Linked DNA regions of Mus musculus: region 1 is linked to region 2. A link is a contact called in public Hi-C data. All regions are on one chromosome and are shown on one strand. Each heading gives the region's core, a stretch centred on a gene start, on an enhancer-like site or on the middle of the called end of the contact. The rest is flanking DNA. Distances are from core to core; before and after follow the strand shown. Region 1 overlaps Gm33210 (a long non-coding RNA gene). Region 2 overlaps Ddx10 (DEAD box helicase 10).

Region 1 (3,571 bases), core at 603-3,102, 610 kb before region 2:
CTGCCTCACTCAAAGGACCTGCTGATCTGCTGATACAAGAAGGCATAGATGTCCAGATACTCTATGAGAACCCTAAGAAATCATTCATCAGTTTATCTATTTGTCATTTATTGGGATCCATTATGTAAAAGTCAGTGAGGGATGGAAATCAGATTGTGATTGCCTTCCTTGATAAGTTTCACCTACATGTGAGGCTAACAACCCATACAATGTTATGCTCTGGGTCTAGTTGGCCTTTACAAAGGGACAGCAAATCCCTGTGCTAGCAGAGGTCATTTCATAAACACAGCAGAGAGATGGAAATTAATGAGCTACTGTCTAAGCAGAGACTGACTCATGTTAGCTATATTAATAGACACCCAATGACTATTTGTTAAATGAATAAATAAATAGAACTATTTCTATTAGTTGTTAAAGAAGACAGCTTACAATGCATATCTCAACTGTACCATAGAAGGATGTAAAAAGCATCCGCCAGGCCACCAGCTACCTGGTTCAACATTTGCTCACTTATTATTCTCTACTGACTATTTAGTGATCCTCCGTGATATGCGTACAATGGAAAGCCTGTAGCATAAAGACAAAGGGTCCCTACCCTGATGGGATTTTTTATTATCTGTGAAGGAGGAGACAACTTATAGCTTAAGGTTGTATATTATGCATTTGTTAAATAAAAGACAGCAGAGTTGTAAACAGTTATTGCTACTGTCTGTTGAGCATCATGTCTCAGTGCACTAAGTATGCAAGGTGTATTCCTCACATTGCTGACATTTTTGTTACTTGAAGGAATGGAATCTTAACAAATATACACCTAGGATACTACACATATTTAGTACAACCGAAGCTCAATATCAATTCTCAAAGTTTGCAAGATATCAATTAATAGAAATCATATAAATCTTGACTCCAGCTATCAAAAATTTCAACTTCTGAGATTGCCCTCCTCCACACCCATTTCCTCAATAGCATGGTACCCTGTAAATTGATCCGATGTGACTGCCTCATGGACACAGTAGTTGACTATGATCTGGGCACCAACACTGCCTATTCCCAGCATAGAGTCAGTGATGACTTAAGGTTGGCTGTGCTTCCACTAAACTGGCCCATTGCTGCTTTCCCTACTAATTTCAAACTGGAAACTATATAACCAGAGAGAATATCTTATTTCTCTCTCTGGTTGACAAGACTGTAAAATATAAATCCAGTATGCCTTACTTGGAATCATCACTTACATAGTTATACAGTTATGAGCTCATTAAAAGAGACAAAGAACACACTAGGAGCTGGTCTAGGCTGCAGTGGTAGCTCCTGCCCACTGAAGTCTGTGTTGTCACATGGGACAGGAAAAGAGAATTCTACTCAACCTCACATACAAAGCAAAGGGTCCCATCCTTCCTGGCACTCACCTGAACTTCTGCTCAAATTCCCTTGACTCATTTCAAGATCTTTAAGATAAACTGCTGATCTCCCTTTGTGGTTTTGTTTTCACCATGGCTGACGAGCTGGAGTGTGGCTGAGTAATGACCATGCTACTTCTGGGGTCTTCCTCTGACCATAGCAGGAAAACCACAATGGCTCCAAGAGGATAGCCACTTTCTCACATGTCAGCAACATCTGTCTCAGCACCCTCTCCTGTTCTAGTGATTTGTGAGCTCTCACTATGTGCTGAGCAGAGTGGTCTGCATCTGGAAAACATCTCACCATTTCCTTTAATCACTGCAAATGACCTCTAAGATGCGATTGTATGAAACTCGTTCCATTCCTGAGAAAAACTAATTTGCTATAGATGACAGGCACAGATGAGTAAGACATGACTAAGCTTGGACTTGGCAGTAGGGCAGAGCCACACCAGGCTCCGGCTTCCTCTGCACTCACTCAGTATGCAGGAGTATTGAGCATCTCACAACCAGCCCCCAGTTTTAATATCCCCAGGATACCAAGGAATGTTGCAACAGCAGTGGTTGGTTTCCATCTGGACGTAACCCCTTCCATCCCCGCTGCCGTTTTGCTGCAGTTGAGAGGCATATTTGACTTTATCTGCTTAAGATACCTTTCTTCCAATGGGGTTTGCCATTTGCCATATTGGTCTTCCTGGACCAGGCTGCTCTTCACAGGTGTGAACAGCCTCTTGAGATCCTCCTGGTGAGGCCAATTCCACTCCATTCATATTTGATTGTGTCGAACAACATCTTCCTTTGTCTCCCCACTGCCTTAAGTCTGTGCCGTTTTCTGTAAGAGGGAGAAAACAACCCGAGTCACAAAGACAGAGTTGTTGAGCCAAATAGCCATTTTGAATGCATTTTCACTGAAGTTGGAAACATCCCAATTTAAAAACATAGAAGGAGTTTGGTTTTCTGAGTCAAGAGCAGAAAATTGCTTCAATTCTGTGGTTTCCAAGCATGGGATTGCTACCTGGATCCAAAGCTTGAAATGCAGATGGGGTAGGGGAGAAACATCAGTGCGTTCCTAAGAGGACTGAGATGTAGCTGCAGCTTCATAGCCTGGGCCTTTCCTCATGCCTCCATGATTCTTCACATGAGAGTGGCCCTCTCTGAAAGTACTCATCTTTCCACACCCACAGAATGAACCCTTCACAAAGGGTGTCTTTTCTCTACTTCCTTCATCCAGCTGGGTCCTTTTCTTCTCCAAATAACTCAAGATGCCAGTTTACCTCTGACTACCTGGGTACCTGCTGGTGCATCTAAATTGCCAAATAAATTCTCTGTCTCTCTTTCTCTAATGTCAATGCCAAGCAGGAAATTTTACTAACAACAACTCCTATGAACTCTTAACTAGTGTCCCGTAGCCCTCATCTGGGCTTTGGCATGAAACCACACAACATGGTGCAGCCGGTGACAGCTTACACTGGAGCTTGTAACCCAGACCACAGTTTCTCTTTGCTTTTACTCCACAACAGCTTTTCTACCTGTCTTCAGACCAATCTGGCTTTTTCATAAACTTTGCTACATGGTAAATAACAGAGATAATCTGTGAATCTATCAATTGTGTTACTCTTAAGATGACTCTAAGAAGCAGCTGAAGCAGAAGGGCAGATGATTAGAACAAAGAGCCAAGATTTCAGTGTTCGCCCTCTTCCTCATTCCTGGCCCCAGGTTTTCATGAAGTCTGGCACAGCATACTTTATTTCATTCTGTCTTACTCCCAATATCGAACTTTTCAGCAATCTGATTAATTCATGTCACTTTAGACTTTGGAAATGTCCCACTGAAAAGGGCAGAGCTGTGTATGAAGCATGGCCAGTAGAGGTAATGCTCATGTCAGTTTTGTCTACAGTGAAGCTTAAGTCTCAGAGATGGATGCCTCAGAGTGTGAGCATGCTTCCTGGCTTCCCTCCTTTGCTTTCTGTTGCTAGGATAAAACATTCTGATTAAGGGCAACTTGGAGAAGAAGGGGAGTATTTGGCCTACACTTCCATGTTACAGTCCATCTTTGAGGGAAGCCAGGGCAGGGACTCAAGGCCGAACCTGGAGATAGGAACTGAATTAGAGACTATGGAAGAATGTTACATACTGGCTTCCCTGATGTGCTCAGTTTGCTTTCTTATATAACC
Region 2 (3,501 bases), core at 617-3,116:
TGTTCATTCAGAGATGGTGCACCTAACCCTCAAGAGACTGAAGGCCCCAGGGACTTTAGAGACAAAACAAAGTCCTGAATAAGGCCAAAAGACCTTTGTTGAGTCAGACAGAAACCTGAGAATGCTTTCATTTCACCAGTTAAATCTGACCTGGTCCAAGTCAGTGAGCAGATATTCTGAGGCAAGCTTCTTTCAGAAGTTTTAAGGCTATAGTGCTTCCACTTATTTCATAAACTCATTGCTTAAAGATTATCTTGATGAAAGCATTCTGAAAGGCTAAGGCACTCCAGATGATGTTGTAGAACAGCTACACCAACACACCATAAAAATAACAAATTCAAGAGTTGTCTTCCAGTAAAGAAATCTTTCAATCCTGTAATATATCAATAATAATAAAAAAAAACATGGAAGAGAAAAATCTTTATGCATGAAATATTATAAATACCTGGCAATATCTTTTCCCCAAAGCAAGAAAATAGAGTAAAGATAAATTACTTATTGTTGGTTATAATAACAACAGCAACAAAATTTTAGTTTCCAAGTATTTTCATTGGAGGGCCAAAAAGAAAAAACCTAACAAACAAAAACTGTATCAGAGAGAAAAAACAAATTCTTCTTAGTGGTATTTTAGAGACACATGACTACTTGCAAGGACAAATTCTTCTAGTACCTAACTTTAGATTCTTTGGAGCACTAGTTTATGGTGCTCTCCAACAAAAGTCTTTATGGCTTAAAAAGAAGAAACAATAAAGCTTTGTAACTCTAAAGCCCACGCAAAACAAAAAATAAAAATGTATCCTCAAAAGTCTTCCTTATGCCACTAATACAAGAGATAGTAGATACCATAAATTCTTAAAAATAGGAAATCACTGCCCTATCACTCACTTCTAAAACCAAGAACACTTTTAAATAATCAGTGCAAAGCTTATTCTTTGTTAGCTGTGTTCACCTGTCTGTTTTCATTACCCACTGACTCCTTTCTCCTTTAAAGATAAAACGCAGAACCCCGTCTGGGATTTAAGGGCATTTGCAACCACATTTATCTATTTGGGAAATCTATTGAGCAGACTAGAAAAACAAAAATTAAGCAAAACTTTTACATGCAATACAGTAAAAGAGCTTTGTCATTTGGGGAAGCAGAAATACCTCATTCCAATATATTCACTTACTAATAGTGATTGCTCTAAATGAGTCATTTGATTTTTAAGTGAACTGCTCTAACATCTTGTACAAAAAATAAAAAATAAAAAGCAAAAAGGGAAGCATAATAGGGAAAACACATACAGAAAGATTACATAAAGCTTCTTTATGGGTTCATGAAAATTAGAAACTGCCAATCATATGTATAGTGGGAGCTAAACTTAAATATGCCAGTTCTGCTGGTTGCTTTAGTCAACCTGACAGATCTAGATGGCTGCAAAGAAGGAATCTTCATTGAGGAAAATGACTCAATAAGACTGGCCTGTTGGCAAACCTGTGGGGTATTGTCTTGATTAATGACTGAGAGGGCCGAGATCCTTTTGGGCAGTACAACCCTTGGGTAGGTGGTCCTGGGTTGCATAAGAAATCAGGCTGAGCGGGCCATTAGGAGTAAAACAGTAAGCAGTTCCTTCATAGCCTGAGCTTCAGTTTTGTCTCCAGGTTCCTGCCTTGAGTTTCTGCCCTGAGTTCCTTCCAAATGCACTACAAAACTATAATCAGAAATAAATCCTTTCCTCCACAAGTTGCTTTTGGTCGTGGACGTTATCACAGCAATAGAAACCTAAGTAGGATGCCACCTCTTCTTTTCTATAGCATATGCTGGTGTTTGCATTTATTATGTCAGCCAGACTGTTTTCACATTAATAGTTTCCCTTGTGTGGCAGAGGCCTCTAGTGGTCACGCTTAGCTTTGCAATCTGTGGGCTAGACAGGTTGACTCACCCTTCTAAAACTCCCCAGCTCAAAATCCCTAGGGTAGCTGCTCAAGATGAGGGGTGCTTCCCAACTGTGCCAGGAATGTAGGAAGCAACCACAACCACTGAGGTATGTAGGGACACGGGGCCTTTTTTTCATACTTCCAAGACTCCCCAGCGTTAATCACCCTGCTGAAGTAACATAGCAAAGTAGGTGTAAAACAGATGGTTGTAGCTTCAAGGTTTCCGTGTTCTATCGCAGTGAAAGACAGATGTGTGGCTGCACAGATTTGAGTTCAGGCCCAGGTCCATCAAGAGAAGGTTCCTTACTATCAGTTGATGAAATGTGCTCCCAGTACACAAGTCTGGGAATGCTTTTCCCTGTGTTATCTTCTGTCTGAGCTGAACCTACTGCTGCATGCACTCTCATTCTTAGTAAATCTTTTTCTTTCTCCTCGCCTCTTACTGCTTTCTTTTTTCTTCTATAATATTCTTCTCTACTCCTGCCCTTACTTTGTTTCTCCTCTATTTCCCTCTTTTACTTGCCTTTATCTGCTGAGTAAACTATTCTTAAGACCATTATTGTCAAAGTAAATTAAGTATCCCAGCAATAAAACTAGAAAGACTTATGACTATAGAACTTTCAACCTCAAAATATATAAATTGTTTTAAATTTCAATATAATGTCACTTTCCAGGGTTTCAGTTCTAAGTTGTTCTCTTTGTTCCTTTATCAACAATATTCTATTTCATCAGCAATATACTTCTACTTAATAAATCCTCCTTCTTTTCAAAGTTATGGGAGCCCTGACAAGTCTGAGGGTGTATCTCAAGTTTTTGCACTGTTTTTTCTTTCTTTACATAACTGCAAAACTCCTTCCAGCCATCAGCTCTTATAATCAGCATGTGTGACCAACCACCAGTGCCTTAGGAAACCTAGCTAAATGAGAGCTAAATAATGAGCTTTATTTCAAAGACTAACAACTCTTAACTCCAAAAGCAATGTACTCTATTGATCATCATGACAACTATATTTCATTTTGTTAGCTGAAAAACAAGCAGTCCTCCTGTTCAGCTTATTTCTTTACTTTAGAAAGTTTTCATTAACGAAAAGATCTGTATCTTGGAGCCAGTAAAATGCTCAGTGGGTAAGCATGCTTGACACCAATCCGGAAAGCCTGTATTTATTTAAACCAGGGACACACATGGTGAAAGGAGAGAACTCCAGCAAGTTGTCCTCTGACCTACACATGTGCACTGTAATGTGTACACATGCACACTCACACACACGGTTAATATACTTAAACAAAAAACAAGCAATGGATGGATGGATGGATGGATGGATGGATGGATGGATGGATGGATGGATGGATTTTAGAAACCCGTATCTCCCAAACCACTAAATACTGGGTACTCAGGAAATCATGAAAGTTTCACCCTCATATTTTTCTTTCAACAGATCACAGATATAAACTTTAACAAAATAATATATCAAGTTTCTGAGAGGTGCACTAGGCTTTCATTTTACCTCAGTATACAGAGAATGTCAGGGAACTGGTTAAAAATTGGCCATTCTGCCCACGATAACACTCTCAAAGGAGACAGCTC

Evidence for each region. A called contact is a pair of places that touch in the nucleus more often than the background predicts.
Region 1: a contact with region 2 is called in a Hi-C map of adipose-derived mesenchymal stem cells, with 2.4 times the contacts expected there. The contact joins two enhancer-like sites. A contact is called at or near these places in 3 of 484 Hi-C or Micro-C datasets (the HPC-7 cell line, adipose-derived mesenchymal stem cells and embryonic fibroblasts).

The regions. Positions count from the first base shown.
Region 1 is chr9:52,527,904-52,531,474 of GRCm38.p6, forward strand. Gm33210 (a long non-coding RNA gene) reads right to left here. Exons shown (of 4, transcript XR_870746.1): 4 at 2,064-2,229. Among named protein-coding and RNA genes, the nearest start is that of Gm33210, 45 kb to the right of the region's middle. Within about 2 kb of position 1,853, at least 28 of the 459 cell types and tissues checked have an H3K27ac peak or open chromatin away from gene starts, as enhancers often do. A contact at or near this core is called in adipose-derived mesenchymal stem cells, where this site is marked.
Region 2 is chr9:53,142,530-53,146,030 of GRCm38.p6, forward strand. All of the region lies in intron 16 of Ddx10 (DEAD box helicase 10), which reads right to left. Among named protein-coding and RNA genes, the nearest start is that of Ddx10, 100 kb to the right of the region's middle. Within about 2 kb of position 1,867, at least 11 of the 459 cell types and tissues checked have an H3K27ac peak or open chromatin away from gene starts, as enhancers often do. A contact at or near this core is called in adipose-derived mesenchymal stem cells, where this site is marked.